Linked DNA regions of Mus musculus: all the other regions are linked to region 1. Evidence: chromatin contacts called from public ChIA-PET, HiChIP or PLAC-seq and promoter capture Hi-C data. All regions are on one chromosome and are shown on one strand. Each heading gives the region's core, a stretch centred on a gene start, on an enhancer-like site or on the middle of the called end of the contact. The rest is flanking DNA. Distances are from core to core; before and after follow the strand shown. Region 1 holds the start of Eif4g2 (eukaryotic translation initiation factor 4, gamma 2). Region 2 has its middle 13 kb from the start of Wee1. Region 3 overlaps Usp47 (ubiquitin specific peptidase 47). Region 4 has its middle 33 kb from the start of Gm33204. Region 5 overlaps Swap70 (SWA-70 protein). Region 6 overlaps Swap70 (SWA-70 protein). Region 7 holds the start of Swap70 (SWA-70 protein).

Region 1 (2,700 bases), core at 111-2,610:
TTAGTGTATCATAATGAATGTAAATCACTTGTGAAAAACTAAAATATCACAGTATATATTTCTACTAGTTATAAAGCCATACAAGTTATATATACAAAGCAAAATCTCTTATATTGAAAAAAATTGCCCCTCTCCTAAAAAATGCTTTTCTTTTTTACACTTAACCCCCAAATAAAAATGGTTTTTACAGTTTTTAGTTTAAGTGAAAGTTTATTTAATAGCATTAATTCTAAGGCAAAGACCTAAGTTTACTAGAATTATAAACCTTCAAAGCCACACTTTTCAGCAGACTTAAATACTAAGGAAAGTACAATTGTCTGCTGAAAATTCTATTTAAGAACTAGGGCTTTCAACACCAAGACATGCCAAATTACGTTTGGGTCTTTGAAAACCCAGCTCTTGGGAATGAATTCCAAGCCATGACTGTTGAAAACACACGTGCTTTAGTTTAGTAACCCATCTTATTGAAAAAAAAAAATGCATGCTTAACAGAGATGGGACATTTCTCGTTTACATACCTTCATTTTTGGAAAGCTAAAATGTTGCATACTGTGGCATACATACATAACCCATCTTTTAAAATACCACCTGGAAGTATAGTTTGAAATGCTTCATTTTCCTATATAGCCCTTAAATAAAATGAAAGCACTGCGCTGCCCGTCTTTAATGTTTGTTAAAAATGAAGGAAAAACTTTAAAAAATGACTTTGCAATTTCCAAATGCCCGCGCTCTGCAAACACTTCTCAAGCCAGCCTAGTATACTGTCTGGGTCAAGCTCGGTGACAGCAGGCCGAGCATTTGAGTTAAAGCTGCCTCTAGCCTGGGATACAAAGCCCTTCCTTTGATCCTTTTCTCGTTACTCTGCAGATGGAGGACCAACAAACAGAACGCATTCCTATCGATGGGCACACGTCCCTCTCTTCAGCAAAGCTCCCAGACGCTAAACCGAGGCCAGGCCGCAAGGCCACGCCGAGCCCTCAGGACGCCAGGCCCGGGCGGGTCAGGGAGGAGAGGCGAGGAAAAGGTTCTTCTATGCAAGCATGAGGCTGGGACTCCGGAACAAAGCGCCGGCCCAGGAAGACCAGGCGGCCCGGCGGCGCACACTCACTGGGCTCCCGGCGCTACGCAAGAGTCCCGCAGCGCGCCGGCCCGCCGCCCTTACGCCACTGGCTTGGCCCCAGAGCCTTCGCGAATATGGCTTTGCGCACTGCGGCGAGGCTGCGCCGCAACCGAGCTTGCCCGCTGGCTCCTCCCCGCCGCCCTGCGCGGATTGGTAGCGGACGGAAGCCCGGCTGCTGATTGGATAGCGAAGGAGCCACTCGGGGAGGCTCTAGTGGGTCGGCCGCCTCAGAGTGATAAGTTGGGCTTCAGACACGCCTCAGCGCCAGCAGCGAGCCGGAGCTCTATGGAGGTGGCGGCGGGTACCAGGTGGCGGCTGCAGCAGCTACTCCTCTGAGCTGAGACTTTCAAGCCGGCCGCGTCTCCTTCCTCCCCCTTCCCTCCCCCTTTTTTGTTTTCCGTTCCCCTTCCCCCTCCCTTCCCCGTCCCCGACGACCGGATCCAGAGGAGGCAGCTGCGGTGGCAGCTGCTGAGTTCTCGGTGAAGGTGAGTGGAGTCGCCGCCGAGCGGAGCCCTCTAAGATGGCCGCCGCCCCTGGCCGCTTCTTGTCGAGTGGAACAAAATGGCGGCCGCAGGCGGAGCCGGGCGGGGCGGCCTTTCCTCTGCCTTTGGGCTACTTAGAAATCTATGGCCTCCGCGCTCCTTCCTGTGTCGACCGAAGAGCTAGGCTGACGTGCGGTCGAGTGGCGGGCGCAGCCGGGATCCTGACGTGGGATCCGGGAACAGCGTGCGAGCGTGGCAGGCCTCGCGCCTCGGCGGGAGGGACGCGGCCCGCGGCAGGGCCCGGCCGTTGGCGCGGGACCAGCGAGGCGGACGAGTCCGGAGCCCGGCCTCCCGGCGGGGAGGAGGTGTGTGGCCCTACTGCGGGATGTCCCACTCGGGCGACGCCAAGAGCGAGTCTCGGTCCCTTTGTGGGCCTTGGCAGCCGAGGCGCTGTCAGCCGGGGGATTTATGGTGGAGGCGGCGGGTGGGCAGGAGGCCGCCTTCCTGCGGGAGAACAAAGGGCCGGCCCGGAGGGGGCGCCTCCCGCCCAGGCCTGGGCCCTCGCTAGACGCCGCTCGGAAGCTGAGCCAGCCTGGGCCTGGGGGAGGAACTCGCTGCTCTTTTGTTCGCGCGGAGTGGGGCGGAGGTGCCTGCTGCCATGTTGTGTTGTGGCCCCGGCCTTCCGGCGGCTTTCCACACGCGCCCTGTGTAAAAGGAAGGGCTTATAAAGACGAGCGGAGGAAAAGCTGCCCAACACCGGGTAGTGAGGCTCTGGCCGGCCTGTCACCACCCCGGCCACCCATTTTAGTACCGCAGACATATCCCTTGTAGCACCGCCGGTCTTGATAGCATTTCTGTTTAATTTTAAAGGCCCCATAATACGGCTGCTTCCTAGGCAGCATCCAGATTTTTTTTCATTTTATTTTTCTCACAAAAGCTGTTCTTTGCATCCTTGAATACTAAGAGAATCCACGGGGCTAAACAGGTTTTATTGTGTATTTGTGGGTTTTGACTTCGTTCTATTTTAGTCTTCTGAGGGCTGCAATGCAGTGAAAGTTCAACCAGCTGCAGTGCTGGGAGCGGAAATAAATTATATTT
Region 2 (2,700 bases), core at 85-2,584, 970 kb after region 1:
CCAACATGGTGTATACAACCTCCAAACTATCTAACTTTTGAAATTATTATACAGCAAGAGTCTAATTTTTTGTCTCCTTTATCTCTCTCACACATACCATGCATATACCCAACAGTAAGCAATTAAAAACAAAGTATCAGAATGGTATCCAACAAAGAGTGATACATTTTAGGATCTTGGGGAAAAAATGCATAATTGTGTCAGCAATTAAGAGCACTGTCTGCTCTTCCAGAGGACTTGGTCCAGTTCCAAGGACCCACATGGCAACTCACAACGTTCCAGGGGATCTGATGCCCTCTTCTATCTTCCACTAACACAAGGCACACATGGTGCACAGTCGTACTTGCAGGCAAAACACTGGTAAAATTAAAATGAAGCCAAAATAGGGTGTGGGGAGGGGTAGGTGGGAGGCCAGGGTGGCTGCAAGCAGCATGGATTTTGACGGTAACCTAGCATATTAGTGGGAGGAGGCTAACTCCAGTTATCTCTGCAGCTCTCGGCCATCAGACAGGAAGTCCTTTCTCAAGAGAAAATGCAGACTGCCCCCACCCCCAATCCCAGTCACATCACTGCAACATAAGAGTTCACAAGCAGCATATTTCAGACTTGCAGCTCTATGGAGCACCAAACCAAACTAACTCTTGTATTTCCTATTTGCTTTCTGTGGTCATTTCAGGGTTCCTCTGTATAATCCCCACTGTCCTAGAACTCAATGTAGGCCAGGCTGGCCTCGAATTTACAGGCATCCAACTGCCTCTGCCTCTGGAGTCCTAGAATTAAAGGCATGCACTAACACCACCCAAATTAATTTTTATTTTTATTGCAATACTGGGGATGAAACCCAGAGCCCTGTACATGCTAGGCAAGTGTTCTACACTTCTAGTCTCACAGTAGCAATTTTGTAATCCATCACAACCCCACCCCCCACCGCCTCATCCCGCTTCTTGAGCTGGGGGTGTATAGTGCAGGGGAGAGTGTGTGGCTGGCATGTACAAAACTCAGGGTTCAATCCTCGTTACCTTGCTCTTAACAAAGACATAAAGGGATGCTTTTTTTTAATTTTATTTTTAAGTAAAAAGATCACAGAAATGTCCTAAATAAAAATCCCGAGTCCCAAACAGATCAGCCACTAGAAAAGCAGATAATCGAGTAATTGCCCGTCCCTGGGATTTGTGACATGTACAGGAAATGATCTGGGTGACCACACCAGGAGCAACAAGGACAGCTCCTGTTGGCTGGTCACACTGTAATGAATTAAGCAGGCTTTGCTGAAGTTGGAGCAGTACATAAGACGTGGTGACTTCTTCAGTGAGTCAGAAACCTTGTCGGGGAGGGGGAGGGGCGCGACGGCTGCCTCCCGGCCTCCCGTTCCTCCCTTGCTGGTTTCTAGCAGCAACTAAACAGTGTTTGGCTTTTGTTGTCGGGGCCTGATGACTCACTGGTAAGTTTTAAAGTTCTGTAAAGGACCCTGCTTCACCGCAGATAGGATCAAGATGAGCTCACCCAGCAGCTGGGTAGGTAAAGAGAACCCAGCTCTGTGACTTGGTCAGGCAGTTGGAAGCCCAGATGCATACACAGAGGAAAACAAACACCACTTCCTAAGTGCAACAACCAAGTCCCCATATGACTGTGTCTCATGTTTAAACATCATGCTTAGCCTACCACCTCCAGGCTGCCTTCACACAGGTCAGAACAGGAGACAAATCACACATGCTACAGGAAGTGTTGCTTTGGAAGAGCTGAGAGGGCAGAGAACATTCCAGGGGCAGCTACAGGAGAGGCTGTCCTCGGACCACCCTCCATATGTGTTCTATGGCATGATGTTCCCACACGTACAGAAAAATAAATAGTACTAAAATGTTTTACTGAAAAAATTTTTTTTCCAAGACAGGGTTTCTCTGTATAGTCCTGGCTGTCCTGAAACTCATTTTGTAGAGCAGGCTGGCCTCGAACTCAGAAATCCACCTGCCTCTGCCTCCCAAGTGCTGGGATCAAAGGCATGCCCCACCACTGCCACCACCACCTGGTATTTTTTTTTTTTTTTTAATTATATGTAAGTACACTGTAGCTGTCTTCAGACACACCAGAAGAGGGAGTCAGATCTCATTACTAGATCAGTCAGATCTAATTTGTTTTTAAAAATGTTTTTAAAGACTGTTTTAGGGGCTGGAGTGATGGCTCAGTGGCTAAGAGCACCCGACTGCTCTTCCGAAGGTCCAGAGTTCAAATCCCAGCAACCACATGGTGGCTCACAACCATCCGTACGTAACAAGATCTGACGCCCTCTTCTGGTGTGTCTGAAGACAGCTACAGTGTACTTACATACAATAATAAATAAATCTTTAAAAAAAAGGGGGGGGGGGCTGGAGAGATGGCTCAGAGGTTAAGAGCACCGACTGCTCTTCCAAAGGTCCTGAGTTCAAATCCCAGCAACCACATGGTGGCTCGCATGTCTGAAAACAGCTACAGTGTGCTTACATATAATAAATAAATATTTTTTAAAAAAAAGACTGTTTTAGTGATTTCTGAGATAATGTATTATTTGACCCAGAGCCCTTATAGAAACATTTCTGCAGATTGCAAAATACGAACAGTACATACAAAAGTATGTCTATTGCTGCCTTGTTAGTTCCTTTAGTGAATCCATACTAAGATTTATCTACAGGCCAGATATTGGGAACTGAGAACAACTGGGAATAT
Region 3 (2,700 bases), core at 68-2,567, 970 kb before region 1:
TGTCAAATGCAGAAAGTTCTTCTTTCCTGGCTCAAAATTAGCATCAAGAAGAGACTTGTCACTGGTGTGATCCAGTGGTGCCTATGGGTACAAAATAATGTTAAGAGTATATATAAAAATGTGATAATAAAACACCAAACACACACATATTTATATGTAAATATTTCAGTAATGATTTGGCTAAATTTCTTTTAAGCTAGATTTTGAATGAACCCCTCTATCACGAGCTGAATTGCTGAGCTCAATTGACAGTTTATGCTGTGAGCATCCCAGAGGGTCACATTCCCCAGCATCTAAAACCCCAAACAAAGAAAAGGCGAAGGGATTGATGTAAGCATAATGTGTACTAAAAATCAATACTGCTTGTACATGCACATAGATTTCTTTTTCTAAAATGTATGCAATGCAATAGATTTTCATAAAAACTAGAAAAAGTTATATAACTACTGAATAATCCTCCAATCTCCAAGAATGTCAAAAGGTTTTTTTTTTTTTTTGCTTTTTGTTTTTAAAAATTTAGCAATAGCACAGGAAAACAGAGTACTATGAACATACCAGAAATTCTGAGAAATTAAAAAGTAAGATAGAAAACAGTTATGACTTATGAAAAAAACAAATCTAGAAAAACCCTAGAGCTCAAAGTACCTACAGTTCAAAGTGCCTCTAGGAGACTTATGGAGATAAAGGTGGTAGAAAACACTAGTGAACAAACGAGGAAAGGCGTTCTGGTCAGGCCAGCCCCTCCTTTTCCTCCTTGGACTAAGCAGTGGACATCAGAATTTATTCTCTCTGGATACTATAGCCACCGAGGTAGAGAGCAGAACCATGCAACCAGATGCTGGTCATCTCTCAACCCCAGAGAGATGGGCTAACATCGGCACGCCCCATCCCTCTAACATGAAAATGGAAACTGAATACTGCACATTTAGTCAGCCTCCATGCAGATTCTTGACTACAAAGATCTCCGAGTAAAACAAGAATCACTAAGCCTTTGGGGAGATGCTGCAGTATAGAAATGAGACAACACAGAAAATGAAACAGAAACATCACAAAGGAAGCAAGCAGTTACTACCACAGAAACTGAGACATAAAACAAACTCACACATCTGAGACTGCATACATCAGAAATACCTTTGAGCTTGAGAGTTAAAATGCACAGTTACACAAATAAAAGGAAATGAAAGTGATTTTATTCATAATTTTTATTAAAATAAACTTCCAGTAAACATGAAAAATTTCCTTTAGTTGATATGTATAATAGTCACCTTTTTATGAATACAAAACTGATGACCTGATATTATGCAAATTTTAGGACAACTGGTGACTCTAGAACCAAGGCAAGGGAAGAGGGATCAGTCACTGTGTCTATACGGTTTTGATAACCATATAAAGGAAATTGTAATGTCCAAGCTTTCATTTTAGCACCACTAACAACAGCAGTAATCACAGCTATGACATTATTATTAGCAGCTTAAGCAAATGCTTTAAGTCTGAGGGTTTACCATGTCAGCAGTAGTGACTCCATTTTCCCTGGTCAAATCAAAGGTTCCATTTATGTAGCCTACTTTGTTGGCCACATCTTCAAAGAGCTTTCGGACTGGGGTAGATGCTGGTAAATTTAATGTGATCCGTTCACTCACTGTCTTCGAGTTAGTAGTGTCTTGTATTATACATAAGACTCTAGGTTCTTCAGCAGCATTTTCTATCTGAAATTTTAAAAAAGTTTCAATTATTCTTAAAAGAAACACAAGTATAACTAACCATAAAATTTTATGATCAGCGTAAAGAACCCATAAGACAGTATTTTCTCTGTGTTGTTTTACTCTGTTTGAAACACATCCCAATAGATCATGTCAAACATAAGCACCATGATTGCTTTGGGGGAAGTAGCCATTCCTATGGGTATCTGCTTTTACCTTTTAAGGTTATAAAGCAATAGAGCCAAGAAGCCATGAAAACTTAAAGTTAAAAATTACAAAATTTAGGGCTAAAGCAATGACTCAGGTTAAGAGAGCCTGTTGCTCTTCTAAAGGACCTGAATTTATTAGTTCTCAGTACTCATGCTGAGCATGAGTTCATATGCACTTCTAACTCAGCTCCAGATCCAATGCTCTCTTCTGGCTTCCACAGGCACCAAGCATTTTGGTGGTATACAGACACACATGCTGGCAAAACACTCATACATGTAAAAAGTTCTCAATTAACAAGTTTGACCTTTAAAAATATATCATTACCAAGTCTTTTCAGCTATCAACCTGGAAACTGAATTATAAATTTTCCTTCCTTCTTTTTATCAGTAAATGTCAAGACAATTTAAAAAAATATATATATCCTTCTCAAAAAAAAAAAAAAAACAAGTATGCCCTATACCCTCCCTTAAGCTCTTGAAAATACTGACTTCCTTTTCCATTTCTCATGATACTAACAGTTAAATCAACTGTGTCTGAACACACCAGATGCTTGAGTAGAAGAAATTCCCTCTTCCTCATCTAATGGCGACCTCAACATGAGTTACCTATATCTACCCAGCTTCTGAAACCAGAGCCAAGCTGAGCGTCTTCCAGTTCCAGCTTTCCTCTTCTAGTCTACTTAGGCATCCCTTGTTGCTCTGTTCTCATGCTATAATCAGAGTATCTTCTATCAAAATTGTGGCAACACCTTCCCTTCCCATCCTGAGAAGTTTACTTGGAACACTAGCTC
Region 4 (2,700 bases), core at 28-2,527, 890 kb before region 1:
GGTTTAATATTTTGTATATAAAGCCTGCTGACCACATCTTCAGCCTCCTCTCCTATGCCTTAGACTCCTACGTACAATTGTCATGTGAGCGACATATATCTATATCTAATCTATATATATATAAACTCTGTCTACTTTATCAGCAATTTTGATGCGTACAACAATATTGTTGGGTAGTACAGGCGATGGGAATAATGGATTTCTGCTCATTTTTAGACTAGCTTGCTTTAATGGGAAGTAACCAGATCTGATTAAAAAATTCCAACTTCCAGTTTTTGACCGTTTGATCTTCTGTTTTAGATTATTCTCTGTGCTATCCAGAAGCCTTGAGAATGGAACTATTCCTATCCCAGGACTTTCAAGTATACAGAGATAAGATAGCAACTTGTTTCCAGACCCCACCCTGGCTCTGCTCTGGATGAAGGACTAGTGGGGATTGCCTATCGTTCTCATGAGTTTAGACTTTGGAGGTTCCCTCTGTCTTTGCACAATCTTGAACTTTCCCTGAACCCAGGTTCCAGGGACAAGCTGGAGCCTTTTGATGGAGGCCTCTGGGTACAGAAGTAGCTTGAGAAACAGAGACGAATGGAGTCTGACAAGCGAGTAATTTGGCACCAGTTATCGTTTTTCATCATGGTAGAGAGGTTCAGTCTCCACCTAGCATCTTGTAGCCTGGCCTGTGACGATGGGTAATGGCATGTTCTTACCTTTCAGGGTGTGGTGGGAAATACTAGAAAACGAGTTTGGTACCAGTGGGGTGGCTTATCCTAGAGTGCGCCCCACAGGACTGTATCAGGACAGCCTCTGGCTAGACCATCCAGGGACCTGGGTGAGCCAGGTCGCCTGCTGTGGGTGGTTATTTGAATGTACTTTAAAGGCTTAGTTGCTCTGACCTCTGTTAAGTAGTTTGGCAGTCATATATCAAAAGAGTCCTTAACAATTAAGCTAAGAATCAGGCAGGAGGCACATGCCTTTAATCGTAGCATTTGGGAGAGCGAGTTCCACCACAGCAGGAGAAACCCTGTCTCAAAAAAACCCCAAACCAAACCAAACCAAGAAAAACAAACCAAACCAAACCAAACCAAACCAAACCAAACCAAACCAAACCAAACCAAACCAAACCAAAACAGAAAAATCAAGCTAAGAAGTAGCTGCCCCATACTAGGGTCTGTGTTAAGTTTGTCAAATACCAAGGTGAATCATGGTCCAGCAGAAACTCACATCTAGTGTGGATTATAAGATGTACAGACAAACAGCTGAATCACTGCAGAAAGCCACATTGACTCACACACATGACATCATGTGCAGGAAGTTCGGAGGAGGGAGACACACTCATGACTGACTCAGCACCTGAGGCAAAGTTTTGGAGAGAACATCTGAACGAAGCTTGATAGGATTAGAGGTGCAGGAGGGATAGCTTGGGGGCTGTTAGGAGGAATGCCAAAGTGTATGCAGAACTTCTGGAAGTTTTGTTTCATAGACATCAGGAAGGTGGACTAGGGTAGATCTTTACCTGTGTAAGGAGTTTAAACTGGATTCTTTGTGTCTGTGGTGAATGTGTTATGCATTTGTGTGTGTTTGTGTGTGTGCATGCTTGTGCATGTGTGTGCATGTGTGGGTTTGTGTGTGCATGTACATGTTTGTGTGGGTGCTTTCATGTGTGTGTGTGTGTGTGTGTGAGAGAGAGAGAGAGAGAAAGAGAGAGAGAGAGAGAGAGAGAGAGAGAGAGAGAGAGAGAGAGAGAGAGAGAGAGAGAAACTATGGAGTTTGAGAAAGCAAGAATCTCTCATTTAGATTTAAATCTCTTATTTAGTCTGGAGCTCACTAAATAAGCTAAGCTAGTTGTCCAACAAGCCCCAGGGACCTGCCTGTCTCTTCCCCGAAGCATTAGGAGTACAAGCACAGCCCACAAGCCTTGCTTTTCCACATAGGTTCTGGAGACCAAACTCAAGTCTTCAAGAGAGCTGTTTCCAAGTCCTGGACTTGAGATCAGCAACCTGAGTGGATGGGTGTCCTAGAGAGGGTTAGTTATAGGATGGGTGAGGGAAGGGCAGGATGCTCAGCATCCATTAGTACTGTTGAATCAGGATGATCAGTGAGAAGGAACCCTAGAGAAATGTCTTGGAGTAAAATTAATAAGCTGATTATTAAAAGGATCAAAAGGCAGAACTTAATGAAGTGCATGAAGTTCCCAAGCCTGGGTGCTAGGTAGACTGAGGACACACTTGGGAAGAACAGGGGCAAATCATATTTGGAAGGAGAAGCTCCATTCTGGACAGACGTTTGAAGAACATAATGTTTGGGTAGAAGTTCAGAGTTGGCCTGCGGGAGGAAATGGCTGTGAGGGAGAGTCCACAGGCTCCTTAGACTGGGTTGAGAAAAAGTAGTGCACTTTGGTAAGACTTCAGAGGGGGAAGGCAAGTAAGTGAGTTGGTTGCAGAGAATTAGTAAGAGGCAACAGTGACTTAGTGATTGGGACCCGATAGACCAGTTTAATTTCTGGTTCTGCCATTTCCTTTTTATGTGTGGCCTTGAACAAGTTACTTAACTTTGAAAAAACCTGTTTTCTCATCTGTAAGATGGGGGAAAACACTTTGTTCCAAGGGAGTTGTGAATGTTGAATTAGATGCTATTTGAAAGATGCTTGGTCTATAAATGATTCATAAAAACTAGTTGTTCAAAATGTTACCACTAGTAATG
Region 5 (2,700 bases), core at 149-2,648, 810 kb after region 1:
AAAGTCTACAGGGAGAAGAGGAGAGCCGTGTGGAGGGTCATGCCAGGTGACTGTGGCTGCGCACACCCCAGCTTGCTGCCCTAAGGAGCAGACTGAAGGCCTCGGGGGTCCAGGAAATAGTCCAGCCAAGTCACTACTAAATAAATAACCACACAATGGCAAGCTTCGGGTAGGGGTGTCAGGATCAGTATCCATAGTTCCCACACCACCTTATCTTCTAAAACATCCAGTTTTCAACTAAAAAAAAAAGTATGAGGAAACAGGAAAGTGTAACCCCTATGTAGGAAAACAGTCAACAGGCACAGCCTTTGAAGCAGCACAGGAGCATATCTACAAAGCCATTACAATAAATATACTATAAAAGAATGACAGGAAGTCACAGTTAGAGATATAATAGAAGGAATAACAATATTCGGTCAAGTGGAGAAAGCATATCAATAAAGAGGCTAATTAATTTTTTTCCATTTCAGTTTTTTCTATTAGATATTTTCTTCATTTACATTTCAAATGCTATCCTGAAAGTCCCCTATACCCTCCCCCTGCCCTACTCCCCAACCCACCCACTCCCGCTTCCTGGCCCTGGCGTTCCCCTGTACTGGGCATATAATCTTCCCAAGACCAAGGGCCAAAGAGGCTAATATAAAAGAACCAAATGGAGAATGATGAGCTGCAATGTTCAAGAACCGACTGAAGAGTAAGTCTTCTAGAGGACGGTGTGCACGCCGTGCACAGCGTGCACAGCATTAGGAAGCCAGGGCGTGGTGTGCTGGAGCACACCTAGGACTCCTGAACTGGAAGCTGCAAGAGGAAGAGCAGACGTTCAAGGCCAACTTCCCTATGTAGAGAGTTGAAGGCTAGCCAGGACTTCAAGATCTTATTTCAAAAAAGAATCAACTAGAGGGGCTCAACAATCTCTTTGGGCTACTAAAGAGATACACAGAAATTATACAGTCAGAAGGACAGAAAAACAAGAAAAATAAACAGCATCAGAGAATCTGGTGACTGTTACACACAATATTCTGTTCAACAGCATGTGGAACAAGTAAAAAGGGAGCAAAAATACTTGAAGAAATACATGGAAATTTTACCCAACATAATGGAAAACCTTGGTCCACATTCTATAAATTCTAAACAGATAAAAAAAAAAAAACAAAGACAGTGCCAGACATGGTGGCCTCATCATTCCTCCCAGGCAGAGCTGATTTCTGAGTTAGAGGTCAGTGTGGTCTACACAGGAAGCTTTGGGCCAGCCAAAGCTGCATACTGAGGCCCTGCCGTAAAACAAGGACAGCGGCAGTCGCAACACCACAGTAAAACCACAAAGAGACGTTGAGAGCAGCAAGACATAAGAACCTCCAGCAAACGCCACAGCAAGTTAGTTCCCCTCAGAAACACATGACTAGTCATTGTCACAAACTGGAATTCGCCATGTCTGGCTGCAGCAGGTGACTACAGAGCCTCCTGCAGCAGAGTGAACAGCACTGTTCAAGACAGCGGCTCTTCCATGAGCCCAGCCTTCCTGCCTATAGATCTGGGTCACCTTCTACTTCTCAGTTCTACTTCTGTGTGTGTATCCCACAGAGCTGTCAGAGCATGTGTGAACACACAAAACAACGGTTCAAGTCTAAGCCCTTTAGCACCATCTCTAAGAGGGACAGCTCAGAGCTTTACCCTTATAGACACAGCTTGCTAGCCCTAGGGCTGGACACCTTCTGAGAACTCAGCTCACCAAACAACTCCTAACTTTTGTGCAGAAAGCAAAGCTCCTGAGGCTGTGTGTGGCTTGGGTACCAAGCGGGACAGCGCTTCCCTTGCCGTCTCTGTCCTGTGCCCAACCTTCCTCACGCTTTCCAGCTCCTGTTGCTTGCGCTTCCCTTGCTGTTTCCCTTGCCATCTCTGTCCTGCGCCTAACCTTCCTCACGCTTTCCAGCTCCTGTTGCTTGTTTTCATTGGCGGCTTGGAGTTCCTTCATCTGCCGCTCCAGCTCCTCCTGCTCGGCTAGCAGCTTCCTTCGGAGCTCTTTCCGACGCTGGCGGGCTTCCTTGTGTGGTGGGGGGCTGCCCAGCTTCAACAGATGGATGGTGGAGTAAATGGCTAGAAGGAGAAGGAGAAAGAACAGGAATTACAACATATATCTAAACTCGAATAATATGTAACACCAGTCGGGGTGCGATGGTGCCAGTGAGCTCAGCCTGGGCAGTATCAGCTTCTCCAGCTCCCACATGAGAAAGATGTGCGTTCAAGTCTTTTCTGAGTCCAGGTCCACAGCTGTGCACCTGTGCTTACAGACACTTCACTGGAAACACACTACACACTACATACACCCACACACACTTTCTAAGACAGAGCTTCATTAGATAGCCCAGTTTGGTCTGTCCTCAAACTCAGAGCAACCCTGCTGTCTTTGGTTACCAAGTGCTGATACCACATACCTGGCCCTTTCCTACTCCCCAAAATGCTAGATAAGGACAGGCAAGATGACTCAGCATGCAAAGACACTTAGCTGTGAAAGCCTGGACCAGTTTAATCCTTGGGATCCACACATGAGATGTGGCAATATATGCCCATACACACACATCATCAGCACACATACACATAACAACAGTTTTTAAAGCCAAGAAAAATTAAGGCACACTAAGGGCAGAGAATCAAAGTTCTTAGCATCTGATGTGCAGTCTATTACACAGACTCTGCCCTCAG
Region 6 (2,700 bases), core at 159-2,658, 840 kb after region 1:
CCAAAAAAAAAAAAAAAAAAAGCTGTGGGTAAAAGGGTTAGCAGCATACCTTTTCCAAAATGAACTTGTTTAAATATGGCATGTAGCCCTGATTGGAGACAGGCCCCTCATCGTCATCCCTAAAGTGCTCCTCAAGGGCAACCGGGTCATGTGGAACCTTCAGCACCGTGCACAGGTTATGGGAAAGGACCTAAGAGGAGGGAAAAACAACACTGTAAAGACACCCGCTTACCACCACGTAACACCTTACCCACGTGAACAACAAGCTGCCCCTGCTCTAAGTAAAAAATGAGAAGAATCTACCAAACATGGGGTATGGCTCAAGTCTTTTCATTCCTTTTTCCAAGATCTGTTTCACCTGCTCACCATGAGTCAGACCCCATGAAGGTCTGAGAACAAATACTTCTTGACGGTTCTTATTAAGTAGTCCACATTATGGAGGAAAGGGGAGCAGGCACAATAGAATGCATTTAAAATTAAACTCTTCCCCTCGTCAACCTGCTTGGCCATGAGAATTTGTTTACAGAAACTAACAAATGCTGTAAAGCGTTTTGGAGAAGGTATCTGACCTAGACAAGACACAGCTGCCCTGGACTCAACATTTCCCATGTATTAGAAAGAACCATATTAACATAGCCTTTGGGAAGCTCCAGCAGAAGACTGTGAGTCTGGAGTCAAACGGGGCAACGAGTTTCAGGCCAGACTGGCATATCCCTAGTCTCAAAACCAAAAAGGATAAATATTCACAGACACAGAAGAAAAAGACGGCTAGCTAGAGATGCACCTCAGTGGCAGAGTGCCTGCCTCGTGTGCGGAGGCCCTGGGCTACATCCTCAGCAAAAGGGGTCGGGGGACCAGAGCGGAAGGGAGGAGACCTGTTATGCCAGAGCACACACACAGGACTACTGCTGTGGCACAGTAACCTAAGTGCACACTTAAGCACTCATGAGAGACTCAGCAAACTCACCTGTCTCAAGCTTTAAGTTACATGGAAACTAGAGCAACTTCCATTTCGTTTGAATACTGAACAGATCAAGTAAGGTTAAGGCTGTGCTAACTAACTACTCTTTGCCACATTCGCTGGACATAGCTGCGAACTCTAGTCCTTTAGTCCCAGAGGCAGGTGGATCTGAGTTCAAGGTCAGCCAGGGCTATACAGAGAAACCCTGGTGGGGACGGAGGGCGCCACATTCATCTACATAAGCACCTTCAATTTCATTAAGGAAGTCAACTTCTGCATACACCTATTTCAGTTAGGTCTTTTTAAGATTAAAAGTTTTAATCTATAAAAAGAACATTTGCATATCTCCTTTCTATACTGGTTTTGTTTCTCAAAGCTTCATCTGTGTGGAGATCCTTTGTGCACGCTCTATCAATTTTAAGGAAGTCAATTACTAATCGTCGCGGGTGCAGCAGTGCAGACGTTTACCAGCCCTACCAAGCAGGCTGAGCGGCTGTGTTCCTCAGACCCTGTATTATTATACACCAGTGGAGCCTCTGAGAGGAACACAGTAGAGATGTCATGAAGCCTTGCACACCACAGTCAGCAAAATCCTAAATATATTATTTCTTCTATCTATCCCAAAGAGATTTGTAAGGATTGATTTCAAGACCATAAAATGCTTAAAATGACAAAGAAAAATTCCTATATCAGGTTCAAAGACCATCCAAACATAAAAATCACTCGGGACTTTACCAAGTAAAAATCCCCAACCAGTGGTTAAATTATGGTATGTCTATAAAATGTCAAAATCATGATGAAGCTCACTGTGTACTGACAAGAAAATAACTCCACGATAAACTACGTTTTTTTAAGGGTATATAATATTCAAGTGTCACAAGATAAATGAAAAGAGAGAAAAAAATAAGGAATTCCAAAGGAATACACAGGAAACTATTAACAGTGAGGGAAAGGACTAGGTTGGTGGAAGGCCAGGGATAGAAAACAGGACTCATAGCAGCTCCTTAAAAAAAAAAAAAAAAAAAAAAAAAAAAGTTCTTTGCTTTTGTTGTCTAGGTTATTGTCTCCTGTTCTTGGATTTGAAGCCAGGGCTTGACACATGGCTAAGCAAGCACTCTACCTCTGAACTACACCCTACTCTGCACCTCTCATTTTGCTTAAGAAGAAAAGAAAAGAAAAGAAAAGAAAAGAAAAGAAAAGAAAAGAAAAGAAAAGAAAAGAAAAGAAAAGAAGAGAAAAGGAAAGAAAGGAAAGGAAAAAGGAAAAAGGAAAAGGAAAGAAAAGAAAAAAGAAAAAGAAAAAGAAAAAGAAAAAGAAAAAGAAAAAGAAAAAGAAAAAGAAAAAGAAAAAGAAAAGGAAAAGGAAAAGGAAAAGGAAAAGGAAAAAGGAAAGAAAAAAGGTCATGGCCTGCGAGATGGCTCAGAGAGCTTGCTGTTCACACATGAGCAAATCCTAACACCCAGGATCTAAGGCAACTGTGGGCACATGAGCTTGTAATACCTGCCCCGTGGACAGCAGGGACGGCAGCGGCTTGTAATCCCAGTGCTCTGGAGGAAGGTTAGGAGGGGAGCGTCAGGATAGACTAGCTGGAATTGGTTCTGGATTCAGAGTACAGAGCAGTTAAGGAAGATACCTAGCATTAATTCTGAGCCACCAAAACATATGCAGCCATGTGTACACAAACCACACACACACACACACCTTAGGATACGTGGGTGGGGGATCTGGGATACAGCTCA
Region 7 (2,700 bases), core at 53-2,552, 860 kb after region 1:
TGTGGGACAGAACTGATGAAATCCTAGTTAGTTAGTGATAGTTACTTCCTACGTGTGCTAAAACTCGTTGAACTGTACACCAGAAAAACCTATTATTAACTTTTTTAAATATTATTTTTAAATTATGAGCGTGCATGTGAAAATGTGTGTGCTGCTGCCCACAGACGCGAGAGGCAGCCCCTGGAGCTGGAATTATAGGCTACCCCTATAGCTATGTGAGTTATCCCACGTGGGTGCTGGGAACAGAATTCTGGACCTCTGGAAGAGCAGTCGCCCCTAACCACGGAGCATCCATCTCTCCAAGACCCCGTATATTACTTTTTTTAAAGTAAAAGTATGTGACTAATTTCCATCGGTCCTTCCAGACTATGATTTAATGAATAAGATCAAAAGGAAAACAAGTGAGCCCGCCAGATCCTGCTGGCAATAAAAGTCACTACTGAAAAGAACTTCCTCATTTACTACACAAAATATACAAAGCAAACCCAAACTTCGGAAATTTTTTTTCTTAGAAGAGGCTAAGAAAACCCAGTCATTCAGATCCAAAATGTGTATATTTTAAAAATGCCTGTTGAATGGCTCCTCTTGTCTGTTTCTATATTTCAGGCTTTTCAAGACGCTGCCAATTTCTCCTGGCTGGGTGCCACTTTGGGGTTTACTCGACTTACAAGTATCCCTTTATGCGTACCTCATACTCTGGAGTCTTTAGGCAGCCCTGAGGAGGACTCTGCAAAAGCAATGGCCTTTGCAGGGAGCCCGTAAGACCCGGGGCCGCTCCGCACGCGCTCTCACTGGCCCCAAGGTCTGCGGACGCCGGGGCGGGGAGGCTCTGCTCAGCGTCCCGGAGGCGAGCCTGAGGCTCCCGGGCCCCCATACAGCCCGTGGCGGGGGGAGACGCTCTGCGGGTCCCGCGGCGCCTCTCGGAGCGCACCTCGGCCGTCGCGGGAGCCGCAGGAGCGCGTCCACCCCCGCGCACCGCCCGGAGGCCTGAGGAAGAGTGAGGACCGCCGCCCCGCCACATTCCCAAGCAGCCCTCCCTGCGGACACCGCCGCGGGTCCCGTGCCCTACAGGAAGAGCGCCGGCAGGGGGCTCACCTTGAGTTGCGACTTGGAGACCTTGCCGCTGCGGTCCAGGTCGAGCGCGGTGAAGGCGTGCCAAATGGCTTTGAGCAGTTCGTCTTTCAAGCCCCTCATGGCCGCGGCCGCGCTGCCCTAACAGACCTGGTCAGCCCAGTCGGCAACTCAGCGCCTCTGCCTCCTGCAGGATCCCCACAGAAGACTCGGCCCGCCGCGCGGTCACCTGACCGCTGCAGGCCCCGCCCTCCCAAAGGGCACACCCCTCTGGTCCCGCCCCTCCGTCTTACCAACCAGCCCTGGGATACCCTCTGCCCACTACGGGGACGTAAACAACACGCAAAGTCCTTGTGGTGGGTTTCCACACCAACTCAGGCCATTTTCAAAGCTCGCATGTGCTCCCAAAGGAATGCCCACCAGCCCGAGGAACACTCAAGACTGGAGTGATCAGCCACTGAGGCTTTTGCAGGAGTCTCACAGTTATTAAAGGAGTCTTGGTTCAGTCCTGGGATGGAGTCACGGTCTTAAGAGGCCAGACAAGACCCCGAAAAATGTCCAGGCAGAGCCTGGAATGCTCAGTCCCAAATCAGGAAGGATAAAGAAGGAGACAGAAACAAAAATAGAAATCTAAGAAAGTTGCTTCATGCACTTTGCAAATATGCATTGATGGCCCTCTGTAGTGGCCTCTAGGGGCAGAGCAACAAGTTTTAAGAAGAGTTAAGAAGTCAATGATAGGCTTATAAAGGCTCATAGATAAAGGCTCTTGATGCCAAACCTAACGATTTTGAGTTCTCTCTCCTAAACCCACATAGGGGAATGAGAATCGCAAGTCGTCTCCTGACTTCCACCGCATGCCCACACACCTACAATAAATAAATAAATAAATAAATAAATGAGTAAAATAGAAGTTAATAAGCCCAGCAACATTTTCTTTCTAACCTCTGCCGCTTAGGATCAGTTCACATCCTAGGAAGAGCTTCACGGAGGTAAAGTTGCTGTCGCTGGTGGATTGTGCTCCCATTATTGGAAATCATGCAAATCACTCCATCTATTTTAATAATGAGAATGGTTGACCACTTAAAAGAATCCATCCAGACCTAGAGAAGTGCCCAGATGGCATCTCTTACACTTGAACTCTTCTGACTTCAAATTCTCCACAAATAGAAAGAGCATAGATACCAGATGGTCCAGAAGGCTCTTTCCCACTGCCTGGGGTAGTGACTGTGACTGGGTAACTTGAATCTCATCACAATAGCACAATCCTTAGACACTATGGAAAGGATAACTATCAAAAGTCAAAAGCAGGGGATTCCCAGATCAAAGTGTAGTTTATTTTTCCTCTTTAAAGTTCCTTTGGGCCTATGGTGTAGCTCAGTTGGTAGAGCTCTTATCTAACATGTACAAAGCCCTGAATTTATCCTTAGCACTACACGGTGCTAGACCAGGCATGGTGGTGCATGTCTGTAATCCCAGCGCTTGGAATTCAGAAGTCCAATGACATCCTTAGCTACATATGGAGGTTGAAGCTAGCCAGGACTAAATGAAACCCTGCCTGTAAATTAATAAACTTCTTGATGTCCACATATGTCTTATTTTAAAGGGGACAGGAGAGATAAACTAATTTGG

The links. Promoter capture Hi-C pulls out the DNA fragments that hold promoters and counts their contacts. ChIA-PET counts read pairs in DNA pulled down with a chosen protein or histone mark. HiChIP or PLAC-seq counts read pairs in DNA pulled down with a chosen protein or histone mark.
Region 2: an H3K27ac HiChIP or PLAC-seq map of embryonic stem cells shows a contact between it and region 1, with 2.6 times the contacts expected there. The contact joins the enhancer-like site here to the promoter of Eif4g2 in region 1. A contact is called at or near these places in 16 of 39 promoter capture datasets (the HPC-7 cell line, HPC-7-derived erythroid cells, cranial neural crest and 10 more) and 3 of 115 datasets of contacts at active chromatin or transcription factors (embryonic stem cells, memory CD8 T cells and pro-B cells).
Region 3: an RNA polymerase II ChIA-PET map of memory CD8 T cells shows a contact between it and region 1, with 21 read pairs. The contact joins the enhancer-like site here to the promoter of Eif4g2 in region 1. A contact is called at or near these places in 12 of 39 promoter capture datasets (the 3T3-L1 cell line, 3T3-L1-derived adipocytes, the C10 cell line and 8 more), 9 of 115 datasets of contacts at active chromatin or transcription factors (differentiating embryonic stem cells, effector CD8 T cells, embryonic forebrain and 6 more) and 3 of 9 other capture datasets (adipose tissue, liver and pancreatic islet).
Region 4: an H3K27ac HiChIP or PLAC-seq map of the NIH/3T3 cell line shows a contact between it and region 1, with 8 times the contacts expected there. The contact joins the enhancer-like site here to the promoter of Eif4g2 in region 1. A contact is called at or near these places in 12 of 39 promoter capture datasets (the 3T3-L1 cell line, 3T3-L1-derived adipocytes, cranial neural crest and 8 more), 1 of 15 datasets of contacts at CTCF or cohesin (the NIH/3T3 cell line), 18 of 115 datasets of contacts at active chromatin or transcription factors (the NIH/3T3 cell line, SST interneurons, astrocytes and 15 more) and 2 of 9 other capture datasets (adipose tissue and liver).
Region 5: a contact with region 1 is called in an H3K4me3 HiChIP or PLAC-seq map of bone marrow-derived macrophages, with 4 times the contacts expected there. The contact joins the enhancer-like site here to the promoter of Eif4g2 in region 1. A contact is called at or near these places in 4 of 39 promoter capture datasets (hippocampal neurons, liver, neutrophils and 1 more), 2 of 115 datasets of contacts at active chromatin or transcription factors (bone marrow-derived macrophages and regulatory T cell precursor) and 1 of 9 other capture datasets (adipose tissue).
Region 6: an H3K4me3 HiChIP or PLAC-seq map of the 230-238 cell line shows a contact between it and region 1, with 4 times the contacts expected there. The contact joins the enhancer-like site here to the promoter of Eif4g2 in region 1. A contact is called at or near these places in 2 of 39 promoter capture datasets (liver and pre-B cells), 2 of 115 datasets of contacts at active chromatin or transcription factors (the 230-238 cell line and regulatory T cell precursor) and 2 of 9 other capture datasets (adipose tissue and embryonic stem cells).
Region 7: a contact with region 1 is called in a promoter capture Hi-C map of cranial neural crest. The contact joins the promoter of Swap70 here to the promoter of Eif4g2 in region 1. A contact is called at or near these places in 4 of 39 promoter capture datasets (cranial neural crest, liver, neutrophils and 1 more), 1 of 115 datasets of contacts at active chromatin or transcription factors (large pre-B cells) and 1 of 9 other capture datasets (adipose tissue).

What each region holds. Positions count from the first base shown.
Region 1 is chr7:111,081,690-111,084,389 of GRCm38.p6, reverse strand. It overlaps Eif4g2 (eukaryotic translation initiation factor 4, gamma 2), which reads left to right and starts at 1,360. Exons shown (of 22, transcript NM_013507.3): 1 at 1,360-1,605.
Region 2 is chr7:110,108,060-110,110,759 of GRCm38.p6, reverse strand. No RefSeq gene overlaps it. Among named protein-coding and RNA genes, the nearest start is that of Wee1, 13 kb to the left of the region's middle. Within about 2 kb of position 1,334, at least 283 of the 459 cell types and tissues checked have an H3K27ac peak or open chromatin away from gene starts, as enhancers often do. A contact at or near this core is called in the HPC-7 cell line, embryonic stem cells, hematopoietic stem and progenitor cells and 5 more, where this site is marked.
Region 3 is chr7:112,052,223-112,054,922 of GRCm38.p6, reverse strand. It overlaps Usp47 (ubiquitin specific peptidase 47), which reads right to left. Exons shown (of 29, transcript NM_001357952.1): 2 at 1,503-1,706; 3 at 1-81. Among named protein-coding and RNA genes, the nearest start is that of Usp47, 30 kb to the right of the region's middle. Within about 2 kb of position 1,317, at least 24 of the 459 cell types and tissues checked have an H3K27ac peak or open chromatin away from gene starts, as enhancers often do. A contact at or near this core is called in effector CD8 T cells and memory CD8 T cells, where this site is marked.
Region 4 is chr7:111,975,183-111,977,882 of GRCm38.p6, reverse strand. No RefSeq gene overlaps it. Among named protein-coding and RNA genes, the nearest start is that of Gm33204, 33 kb to the left of the region's middle. Within about 2 kb of position 1,277, at least 51 of the 459 cell types and tissues checked have an H3K27ac peak or open chromatin away from gene starts, as enhancers often do. A contact at or near this core is called in the NIH/3T3 cell line and trophoblast stem cells, where this site is marked.
Region 5 is chr7:110,269,294-110,271,993 of GRCm38.p6, reverse strand. Swap70 (SWA-70 protein) reads right to left here. Exons shown (of 12, transcript NM_009302.3): 7 at 1,913-2,094. Among named protein-coding and RNA genes, the nearest start is that of Gm32861, 18 kb to the left of the region's middle. Within about 2 kb of position 1,398, at least 72 of the 459 cell types and tissues checked have an H3K27ac peak or open chromatin away from gene starts, as enhancers often do. A contact at or near this core is called in bone marrow-derived macrophages and neutrophils, where this site is marked.
Region 6 is chr7:110,240,874-110,243,573 of GRCm38.p6, reverse strand. It overlaps Swap70 (SWA-70 protein), which reads right to left. Exons shown (of 12, transcript NM_009302.3): 2 at 50-190. Among named protein-coding and RNA genes, the nearest start is that of Swap70, 21 kb to the right of the region's middle. Within about 2 kb of position 1,408, at least 28 of the 459 cell types and tissues checked have an H3K27ac peak or open chromatin away from gene starts, as enhancers often do. A contact at or near this core is called in the 230-238 cell line and pre-B cells, where this site is marked.
Region 7 is chr7:110,220,305-110,223,004 of GRCm38.p6, reverse strand. Swap70 (SWA-70 protein) reads right to left here and starts at 1,302. Exons shown (of 12, transcript NM_009302.3): 1 at 1,096-1,302. The coding sequence starts at 1,194.